Regions from separate parts of the Zea mays genome. Here all the other regions are linked to region 2. Evidence: chromatin contacts called from public Hi-C data. All regions are on one chromosome and are shown on one strand. Each heading gives the region's core, a stretch centred on a gene start, on an enhancer-like site or on the middle of the called end of the contact. The rest is flanking DNA. Distances are from core to core; before and after follow the strand shown.

Evidence for each region. A called contact is a pair of places that touch in the nucleus more often than the background predicts.
Region 1: a contact with region 2 is called in a Hi-C map of ear, with 2.0 times the contacts expected there. The contact joins the promoter of LOC103632829 here to the promoter of LOC100191489 in region 2. A contact is called at or near these places in 2 of 25 Hi-C or Micro-C datasets (ear and tassel).
Region 3: a contact with region 2 is called in a Hi-C map of tassel, with 6 times the contacts expected there. The contact joins the promoter of LOC100272958 here to the promoter of LOC100191489 in region 2. A contact is called at or near these places in 4 of 25 Hi-C or Micro-C datasets (bundle sheath, ear, leaf and 1 more).

What each region holds. Positions count from the first base shown.
Region 1 is chr7:127,983,547-127,987,407 of Zm-B73-REFERENCE-NAM-5.0, reverse strand. It overlaps LOC103632829 (protein Brevis radix-like 1), which reads right to left and starts at 1,861. Exons shown (of 7, transcript XM_035961033.1): 1 at 1,353-1,861; 2 at 804-1,195. The coding sequence starts at 1,505.
Region 2 is chr7:127,854,551-127,858,459 of Zm-B73-REFERENCE-NAM-5.0, reverse strand. LOC100191489 reads left to right here and starts at 2,508. Exons shown (of 6, transcript NM_001136921.1): 1 at 2,508-3,156. The coding sequence starts at 2,711.
Region 3 is chr7:128,021,097-128,024,770 of Zm-B73-REFERENCE-NAM-5.0, reverse strand. LOC100272958 (Plant viral-response family protein-like) reads left to right here and starts at 1,691. Exons shown (of 1, transcript NM_001147410.1): 1 at 1,691-2,906. The coding sequence starts at 1,768. The coding sequence ends at 2,724.

The DNA.
Region 1 (3,861 bases), core at 612-3,111, 130 kb before region 2:
TAATGAACTGGAGCCTCTACGTTGCTATTCGGCTGACTCCTTTCAAGGGGATGACATCCTTTTCATACTACATCCTCAAATCCAATCTGCACTACACTCATTTAATGGTGATCTTTTCTGATAAGAAGTTTTCATTTCTATGCATGGCTTGTCTTTAAAGGTTTTATTGAGATTTCGATTGTTATTCAAAAGCTTTTGAGCCACACAGAAAAGAAGAAAAACAGACGGACAAATGGAATGCTAAATGGGACATGGGAATTTAGCCATTTTGATCGGAAACTAAAGCATGAGCCATCATTTAGAGAAATTTATAAGTGGAGACAAGCTAGATTAGCCCCAGAATTTAACAACCCTATTGTGCAGTCCTCAAGGAACACTAACGAACTTAATATTGGGGTGTTTGTTTAGAATTATAATCTGCCAGATTATATAAAATTTGTTGGATTATATAATCCGGACATATTATAATCCCAAACAAACATCCCTATGTATAGCACTCTAGCAAGTAAACGCTAAAGAAATTACAGTTCCGATTATGATTCACATGGAGTCATTTAACCATTTACCGCAGGTCAACTGCTCAGCTTGCAACTTAGCAACAGCTAGTTCAGAAAAAGCTAACAAAAGTAACAATGCCATCTTGAATGCTCTACCAAACTTACCACCAAACACTGTTGTATTCACAGCGTGACAAAAAAATCTCGATCAAATTTTCTCACAGGGAGAAAGCAAACGGAATCATTTGTGATCAAGTAATCGAATTGCGAAGCAGAATTTCATCCCAAGTAGCCAAAGGAACGCACCTGAACCGAATACGTTTTAGATCGTTGCCACCTTGCGCCAGTGAGACGAAGGTAATGAGCACGCCGGGCTCCACCTGCGCCACCCACTCCTTGGCGTCGTCGTCCTTGCCACCGCATCCGCCAGCGGCTTCTGACGCCACCTCGTCGTCCTCCCCGTCGCCGGCAGGGAAGTCCGTGCGCACGCTCATGGACGTCGTGGCGTCCGCCGAACTGCCCGCGCGACGGTACGCGTAGTGGAAGCGGTCGGAGGCCGAGCCGGCGTCGGAGCCCCCGAAGGCGCTGCCGCCGCGGTGGTGGTACGGGTGGTGCCGCCGCGAGGCCGCCGCCGAGGAGCCTGCGCAGGGCTTGCAGTGCCTGTACGCGCCCGACGCCTTGAGCGCCATGTCCTTGATCTGAACCCCCAGAAAAAAAAGGTCCCGTCAGTCGGCACGCCCGAATCCCGTTCCCGTCCGATCTGATTCTACAGCCTCCAATCGAGGGCTCATGAAAAGGGTCTGATAAATTCAGACCAGACCAAAGCACGCTGTCCCAAGAAGTCGAGAGCCACACCTGGGCAGTCAGCGCCTTGATGGCGTGCCGTGTTCTGGGCGTCGCCGTGCCGCCGCCTCCTCCGTCAACTACATCGTCGTCCTCCGGCGGTTCGTGCAGCGGCGGGCCGCCGCCGGCGAACTGCTGCTTGGAGCACGCGATGCACGTGAGCATCCTGCCGCCGAAGGTCGTCAGGTCACAGAAGCGCGGTGACAGTGTGAGGTACTGAGGTGCAGAGCAGAACCCGAGCCGAGTGAGTAGTGGCGGGCGGGCGGGCGAGCGAGCGAGCGAGCGGCGGTGTGCTTTTATAAACGGCGGCGGCGCGTGTCACACGTACGGTGGCCACTCCTGGCGCGAACACGGGGCCGCCGCCTCCGATCTCGAGCTCGGGTTAACGGCATTAATGGCGGGCTAGGATCTGGCGTTGATGGCAGGCAGGAGGCTCGAGGAGCGAGTGGAGTTTTATTTATTTGCGGCTGGGCCTTTTAAATGATCGGTGCAAAGTTCACTGACACCTCTGCGGCGGGCGGCGGGCCCAGCGCCGCTGCCCGTGTGTGCAGCGTCTGTCAGTCTGGATCGGAAGGCCTTATCAGGCTGAGTCCAGTGCACAGCCTCCTCTCGCCCCTGCCACATCAGCTCTCGCCTCCACTCTCGCCCCTGCTGCTCCAGTGCACAGACTGCAGCAGGCTACAGCCTCAGGCTATAGCCACATCAACTTTTCTATTTCAGAATTAAGTAATTCACGCGGATTTATTTTAACGCTTAGAAATCACACAACATAATACTTTTTATTATATTAAAAACTACAAAGTGCATAATAATTTATAGATGAAATTTGTGATTTTTTTGTATTTTTTTCAAATTTTTTGGAGTCCAAACGGTAAAAAACGGTTATCACACGTGGCGCTGATGTGGCCAGCAGAACCAATCGGAAGCCGCCACCTCGCTCTCGCCCCACACTCTCGCCCGCACGCCGCCCGCGCCAGTGCGTAGCCCGCCTCACCGCCTGCCTCTCGCCCGTCTCTCGCCCGGGCGCGCGCTCCAGCGCGGGCGAGAGCGAGGCGGTTTCGCCTGCTCTCGCCGGGCGCGGACGGCGTCGCCCGGAAACGCTCTCTCGCCTGGCTCTCGCCTTCGGTCGGGCGAGAGGAGCGCCGTGCCGCCCGTCTTGCAGCCTGCGTTGGCACCAGCCTCACTCGCGCAGCGTGCAGGTGCTCCTGCTGTCCTGCAAAGCCGTGGGTGGGGTAGGTAGAGTTCCTGGAAGGAGTGAGGCTGCCCGCAGTCGCGCGCTCCAGGTAGAGCTGTATCGAGATAGCGTAGGAAAAGTTGCCGCAGTGGAGTACGGTAAATATTACCCTATTTTAACGCACGGAGAAAAAACGCTAAATCGAGCGCTCGTACGGCTGTCTGCGCTATGCGGTTTGGACGCGCTTTACAGTATCTGTGGGACCCGCGGCATGACACACGCAGCCGAGCAAGTGGATGAAGTGGCCGCATGTGTGTATAAAAAAATGATAGAATATGTGGTAGTTGGTATAGGGTATAGATTTAGGGTAAATATGACTGCGGAGGATTGTGTGGTAGAGTAGAGAATGTTGCTGATCAGGATAGAATATTCTTTTTAGAGTAGAAATTTAGAGTTCCACGAGTGCGGACAGCCTCAGGCTGGACTGTTCGAGGGGAAGAAGAAAGCTCAAGTTTGCCGTGGCTCGACTGTTCCGTAAAGCTTCAAAAGAACTCGTAAGACTAGACCGTTTCATAGTTGCCGATTGAGGTAGCAGTAGCGCCAGCGGTAGGAGATGAACAGTATAGCAAAAAAAAAGTTCGCGGTCGGCCGTCCGGATGAATGATCACGGCGGCAGTGTCCCACTCCCCACCCCTTTTTGTCTGGTTTCACCTCGGTCCTCGTCTCTGCTCGTCCGCATAGTGCCATTCTTCGTTGCGAAAGCACGGCCCCGAAGGAAATACCGTCGTACACCCTCGCGTGAGTGGAGCGTCGAGGGGCACATGTGCGAGGGCGGGCCGGCGGTGGCATCGAACCGGAGCCGGCGGGGTGGTGGGGCTCGTGCTGTCTCCCAACCAACTAAATAGCTGCCTTTTCCCGTCGTGGAGCTGCTAATAGTTGAGCGAATAATCATAAAACTCTTTATTAGAACTGACATATTACCACAACTGCTCCGCTAATCCTTTTCGTCTTTAGTTAAGGCTGCTTTGTCTGCATCTCGGCTTGCAGCATGATTGCCTACCGAGAAGGTGGGGAAGGCTCCGTTCCGTTGAGTCCGAAAGAAAGCTGCAGGTCGTCTGGTCTCTGGACGACAAGGAGCATTTCAGCTTCAGGTACTCCCTCCGTCCCTCCGTCCCACTCTTTTTCAGTTTTTCCCAAACAATACAAATCTCGTGTCTTGAGTAATTATTTTCTAAAACTCTGACTAAAGATATATATAAATACTAGGTATATGCTGGTGTGTTGTCATAAGGTGGTGGAGTGTAGAGAGCAGCGTCTAGCTTACAAATATATTTTTTGTTTATTTGT
Region 2 (3,909 bases), core at 1,259-3,758:
TGTCCCATTTGTATGAATGAGTTGAGGCCGAGCCGACCACCAAGCCTAGCATGGCAGCACACCAGGCCCCACGTCCTATCCCAACAAGGCAACATGACAAGGCAACTAGTAGACTAGCAAAAAACAAACCCCTAAAATAACCAGCCATACACTACGCCCTGCCCAGCCGGCCAGTCATCGCACGCCTAGACAACTGTGCTAGCATTGCACACTGGACAACTGCACTAGCATGGCACACTAGCGACTTCACCAGGGATGAGAGCATCGCTGACTACTAGGAGCCTAGGATGACAGTGACGACCATGGATTCTCATGTGCCAACGAACTCGGATGGTGACCAAAGAAGGTGAGCAGACTCCATTTCTCCATTTCTTCTATTAGCCCCGAAGTACTGATTTCTTTTCTGATGGATGGATGAATGGATCATGGTTCATGGATGATTGCTTACCGATGTGGTGATGTTTGAAATCTGGAAAGTTTGTGCTAATTGTGTCTCAGAATTTTTTTCGGAATTTTCCAGCATGTGATTTTTCCGCATCGCCTGTATGTCTCTGGATAAGGATTACTTATTTTTGTATTTTTTGGACGTTTAAAGATTTTTTGGGATAGATGGTGTTGGAAGGCAGTTGAGATTAATCATTTGGTCTCTCAAACAAATCCACCCTTTTCTAAGCGCATGTTATGTATTAGTAATATATAATGATAGAGAGTTGACAGTCTGTCTTTTCCACACACTAGATTTTAGGGCTTTCCTGTGAGGCTGTGAAAAAACTCTTTATGTGAGGAAAAAATATTTCATGAGTAAGCATGCCATGTCAGCTAAATCGAGTGGATATTGTGAATTGTGAACTTTGAGTCTGTGAACTTGTGATCTTTATGAACTTGTTATACTGTGAACTTGTTATATTGTGAACTTGTGATTTTTGTAAACTTTTTATATTATAAATTTGTGATCCTTGTGAACTTGTTATATTGTGAATTTGTTATATCATGAATTGTGAACTTGTGGTCATTGTGATCTTTTGTCAACTTTGTTGTATTGTGAAGTTTGATATGTTTACCGATCGTATTTTAGATTTCGACCGTTACCGATGTGTTTTCCGTACCGACTTTTGTTTCCGATGTTTCCGAAATACCGATATCGTTTCCGTTTCTGGAGTTACCGTTTTCGATTTCGTTTCCGATAAAAAATATGAAAACGATAATGGTTTTAGTGTTTACCGACCGTTTCCGACCGTTTTCATCTCTATGTGCCGTCATAATTCGCGATCATTATACTAGTCTATTTTATAATGTCTTAAAATAATGTAAGCATGTGATATTTACGTCGAAACATAAATAAGAGATTGTTTATAAAATGTTGTCACCGCATGATTTATAATTAATAATGTAAAATGCTTAATCGTACTAATTCCAAAAAATACTTCCTCTATTTTTTATTTAACGTTTTATAGTTTATTTTTGTACCATTTAGCATTAAATATAAAAATATAGTGGTAGTATAAAATTGTATTGGATATGTTCGCGTTCAATTCTTCTTAATATATGGGGTGCCGTTCTCCTGCGTCGAGAAAAAAAATGTTCCCATTCAATAGCGGGTGAGAGAGATAAAAGAAAAAAAAACGTTTCAGCTGTAGGCTTACCGCTGATCAAATCACATTAGGGCTTATTCATTTTACTCTGAATTAAATGGATTTAAATACCAAACAAATTAAAAATCTTTTATAAACTTTTCTAACTCATCCAATCTATATGAGACTTTATTTGGTTAATCCCGTTATTTATAGATTGGATAGTATTAAAAAAATTATAAAGAAATTTAGGGTGTGTTTAGTTTGGCTTTTGCCCCCTAAAAACCAAAAACCAATTAAAGGGCTGGATCCAGGAAGCAGCTTTTTCTAAAAGCCGACTTGCAGTGTAAAACTGAAAGCACCCTTGGACCTGCTTTTAGTGGCTTTTGGATGGAACTGTGAAAACATATATCGAAGAACTTTTAACGACTTTTAGTGGTTTCCACCAAACTGTTTTTAACTTTTTAACAGCTCATAGCCTACACCAGCTTTTTCCACAGCTCATAATAACTTTTTTCACAGCCACAGCCTAACCAAATAGATTCTTAACTTACTTGTTATTTAAATCCATCCAATCTAACTCAATTCATTGAGAGCTAAACGAACAAGTCTCACAATAGAAATAACCGAACCATATAATGGTGGTAACCGACATGGTCTACCTCTGCCAGTCTGGCCCCACGAAGCGTTGAACCCATCCTTCCCTGCCGTCAGTTGAGCCAGCCACCTCTCAGCCCCCACCTCGTCTCACCGCATTCCATGAACGGAGTCCTCCTGCACCTACCGCTGCCGATCCCACTGCCCCACAGATCAGCCGCACATATCTGGCTTCACGATTCAGTCGAGCGTTGTACCCGCCTACGTGCACCGGGCGCATGGGAGCGATCGTTGTGGACCTGTGGCGCGGCGGTGTCCCCCAGCCTCTTCTCTCCCTCTCGCGCGACCTCACAAGCGCGAACCCCACGAAGCCGGAGCCAAGCCACGACGGGTCGACCGGTCGACGGCCCCTCGACCTGCCCGCCTCGCTTCCTCCGACGCCTAGGGTTTTCTACCGGACGCCGCCGCCGCCGCAGCAGCGGCCCGGGATGCAGGTGTGCCCGCGCAGTTAGCCGCCGTCGGACCCACCGCCGCCGCGCGCCATGTCATTCTTGCGGCGGCGAAAGCCGCTGCCGCCCTCTGACGGTGACGAGTCCGACCACGACGACAACGACAAGGGGAAGAAGCCGTCCTCATCCTCCGGGTCGCCGTCCAAGGAGCCCACGAAGCGGACCAAGGCCAAGTGGTCGTGCGTGGACAGCTGCTGCTGGCTGGTCGGGTGCGTGTGCTCCGCCTGGTGGCTGCTGCTCTTTCTATACAACGCGATGCCGGCCTCGTTCCCGCAGTATGTCACCGAGGCCATCACGGGGCCGCTCCCGGACCCGCCCGGGGTCAAGCTGCAGAAGGAGGGGCTGCGAGTTAAGCACCCCGTCGTCTTCGTCCCGGGCATCGTCACCGGGGGCCTGGAGTTATGGGAGGGGCACCACTGCGCCGAGGGGCTCTTCCGCAAGCGGCTATGGGGCGGCACATTTGGTGACGTATACAAGAGGTGCTTTCTCCTCCTTCATTTTTGTTTTGTTTTCGTTTCCGGAATCACAGTAGTCCTCGTGAATTTTTATTGTAACTACCACTGCAGTTGTGTCTGGTTTATGAAAGTTTGTTTGGTTTTTGGTTGGTTGGACTTATCAATTGAATGTTTGTTGCTTATTACATCACTTGTTCTTTAAGTTTACTTTTGGTCGTTGATGTTGTCTTTAGAAAATACAGGTTCAATGTTTTGCTAATGTTGCTCGGAACAGTCCAACGTTACTCTATTATGTACTTTCTATTTTTTTCGTAAATGCCATTGATAGTCAATCGGCCTGGTCTTTTATATATTTGTATTCAAGATTTTAATTCGTATGAGACTTTGAGATGTCTTTTAAGTTTTAAGGAAATTCTTCTTTTGAGAGCCGTGGAGCTATCTCAGGGAAAGAGTTCTCACTGGGATCTCGGCAATGATAATTCCTCTATGTTTTATCTTTTTTTGTTCTTATGCAAGGGTCCAAAAGTTTCTTATATTTGATTTTGGCTTGTGCTTGGTGAGTAGGTTGGTGGCCTGTTTGGTCCCAATCTATCTTTTAGCTATGTGCCTTCTCAAGACCTGAAATGTAGCAGCAAGAACGTCTTACTGCTGTCTTGAATTGATGCGGTGTTTTTTTTTTTTGAGAGAGAGGGCGTTGAGATTTTTGTTAGTATCACCAGTGGAACTTTAAAGTGCGCAACTATGTGCACTTTGGACCTGCATGGAGCTGGTGTCTTG
Region 3 (3,674 bases), core at 442-2,941, 170 kb before region 2:
GGTCATCCTAATACTACTTGACAAAAAACAGTTAAACACATGCCTTTTATTATATTATTTTATAAGTATATACTAGCAAAAAGTATGCGTGCAGAACTTAATGCCAGCTGTGTTCACCTTTAAAGTTTTATTTATTGAGATGTATGGCGACCGTCTCTGTTAATCAAAGATTTTCCAAGATGTATGGCAGAACTCATAGTGTGTTTGGTTTGTGGAATCACTCTATACCTCATGAGGTGATGAATCATAAGTTCATTCCATCAATTTTGGTGGAATCAACACACTCCTCATCTATATACTAATTATTAGCTTATGAGAAATAAAGTGGTGATGGATCAATCCATTCTATTCCACAAACCAAATAAAAAAGTGAGCAGTGAGAAGAAGATGGATCACTTCATTCCTTAAATCAAACACACTATAAATGATTCTGGAGACGTATGTTTTGCTGTGAGCCCCTTTGCTCTGCATAGTCATTTTTTCACGTTTTTGCCCGTCTGTAATTTTTTTCTCCATTATATTCTTTTTTTTCGCTTTATGTCTTTAGCCCGTGTTTTATTTTATTTATGTCTGTATTTTAATTTTGTTTTGTTTTTTACTTCCATTTTTCTCATCTCTCGTTTATACGTTCCATTTTTTTTTTGTTTTTCTGTTCTTTTTTTCTCTTTGATAAATAATAAAGACATAGATTTGTTGGTTTGTATGAAAGGAATACCAACTAAAGTCAGAGTATCGATTTGAGGAAACTTTACCAAACGGTTTAGTAGAAAAAGATGTTTGGATCCATCTTCCAGTGAAAAACGGAGTAGTCAGAGCTATTTTGGACGAACCCTTGAGGAAGAGTCTTACCAAACAAGGTCTGGATTGGATGAAAATTTTTATTTATGCATGGACGAATATATTAAAATAAAAAATGTATTAGAACGCTTCAATCTTTAATGTTAGATATCGATATATAAATGATGATAAAAAAATAAGGTATGTTTGGCTTCTTTAGTCTAGAGATAAAAGTTCAGTCTCTATCATGTTTAATTACAAAAACTAAAGTGTTCAAATTTTATTAAACGACTCACAAGAAAACCAAAATGCCATGTACCATTCTCCTGACATTACTCTTCTTCCACCGCAACAAAAAAAATGAGGGTAAAAGTTAGAATTAATATGGTTTAATCCCTTTTATTCACAGCCTTACAGTGTTCAGATAAGTGAATTCAGATAAACATTTCAGAATATTCTCAAATAACAAAGAAAGAGAATGCTGCTACACGTGCAACCTCAGTGATAGACATAGGTATGAGTATGACCAAGGTCATGTGATGGCTTATGATTCTTTAGTTCGTGAAGCATTTTCGAAAGAATATAATAACCGGAGCAGTAGTTAGTGATATCCAAAAGAGTGTTATCCGCGACAATCTTAAATAAAAAATATTTAGCATATCAATGGAAAAGATAAGAAACTTGGAGCTACATATTCAATCGGAAGCCATGACAAGCAAGCGAAACAAAACTAAGAACAAATCACCTGGCGACCAGCTTTCAACGCTACAACATCACTGCTGATGAACACACATGCAAAAGACGTTTCAAATCCGAATGTGCTCTTCAAACCTTCCGAACACTCCAGACACCCTGCAGACCTTCTTAAACCCCCACAATATTCGCCCATCAACCTTCAAACCTCCCCTCTCCACACGCCACCACCAACTTCTTCCCCTGTCGTCCACTTCCGCAGTCGCACGCAAAAGGCACAGCGCGGCGGCACACGCCATGGGCACCCTCGTCGGGCACGTCGCGCCGGGCGCCGGCTTCCTCCTCATCGGCCTGTGGCAGCTGTTCAGCCACACCCGCCTGTTCCTGCTGCGGCCGAGCTCGTACTCTGCCCCGGTCTGGTTCCCGGTGCCGGGCGTGCGGCACCTGGAGCTCATACTCATAATCATCGGCACGGTGCTGTCCATCCTGATGGAGCTTGTCATCGGCCCCGCGAAGCACCAGCCGTTCGACGACGACGGCACCATCCCGTCCGACCACCTCCACAACTTCGAGCACGCGTCCATCTCGCTGGCGCTGCTCGTCTTCGCGGCGGTGACCATCCACCTGGACAGGGCGAGGGCGCCCATGCGGGACGCCGTGTCGCAGCTCGTGGCCGCCGCGGCGTTCGCGCAGCAGCTGCTCATCTTCCACCTCCACTCGGCGGACCACATGGGCGTGGAGGGGCAGTTCCACTGGCTGCTGCAGACGGCCATCGCCGTCACGCTCGCGACCACGCTGCTGGGTATCCCCTACCCGCGGAGCTTCGCGGTGAGCCTGGTCCGGTCCGCCAGCCTCGTGTTCCAGGGCGTCTGGTTCGTCGTCATGGGCGTCATGCTGTGGACGCCGGCGCTCATACCCAAGGGCTGCTTCCTCAACTTCGAGGAAGGGCACGACGTCGTCCGGTGCCGCACTGACGACGCGCTCGACCGCGCCAAGTCGCTCGTCAACCTCCAGTTCAGCTGGTACCTCACCGGCACGGTGGTGTTCGTCGTCCTGTTCTACCTCCAGATGGCGAAGCTCTACCCCGAGGAGCCGCAGTACCTGCCGCTGGTGAAGGGAGGCGGCAGCGGCAGCGATGGCCGGTTCAGCATCGGAGATGATGATCACGACGATGAGGACGACGTCGAGGCCGCAAAACGTGGCGGTTTCGGACACGTGGTTAGCGGCACGAGGCCTGTCGAAATCGAGAGGTGAGGGTCGTGCGTAGCACCGTACAAAAGGTTAGCATGTTGTTGCGTGGTTATAGTGTAATTTGACTTGAACGTTTTTGTTTATTGGTGAAATTAAAACATGCAAATATTCTCTAGGGAGGTTGTAATGTTTATAGTTTGTGACACAGTGACACTTGTGGATTAAAAGAATCCTATATTTATCCTACCTGAAGCCATCTTATCCTACTTGTCAGTTGTCACCACGCTAATTCAATAGTGTCAGGCGTTGACCATTGACTGCTGCGATCGCTAGGCTGTATGCCTGCATGGACTGGCTTTATGCCTGCAGTTCTCTTTATAATTAAGCCCGCAACAAGCCAACAACGGCAATCCACTGTAATCGCAAACGATTTGAGTTGACAAATAATGATCAAGAAAACCTGTGTTATCCGGCTGTAAAAAAAAATCTCTCCTTGTGCAACGTGTTCGAGCTAAAAAAACAGCAGTTCCACCTGGCAATCTTCCCGGACAAGAAAGCTGAGCCACACAGATCGAGCACAGGAATTTGGCATGTCTCGCCGCATGATGGATGGAATTCAAGCAAACCGATGACTGCTACCTTTCCCATGAATTCACATGCTGAAAGTAAATAAGAAAAAAAAATAGGGCAATGTCCAGTTCCATTCCAGAAGGTCAGAAGGATGCGAAGGAAAACCCGCGGGATCCTCCGTCTATCGGTCAGTGCAGACGTCCACATCAGTCGTCATTACCGTTTAAGACGGTGTTTGATTCGCCGAAATGTAACACAAACATACTACGTGGGATGATGGATACCGATACCTTTGTTTAGTTGAGCTCTTTCGAGTAGTACTAGATACTAGTATCGAATCCAATTATAGCTAGTAACCATTAACATCGATAAGAGATCTCATTACCATTCACGTACCAAACAGCACCGAAGTGCTTTGTGGGTTCATTTCTTCGTTGCTCTCT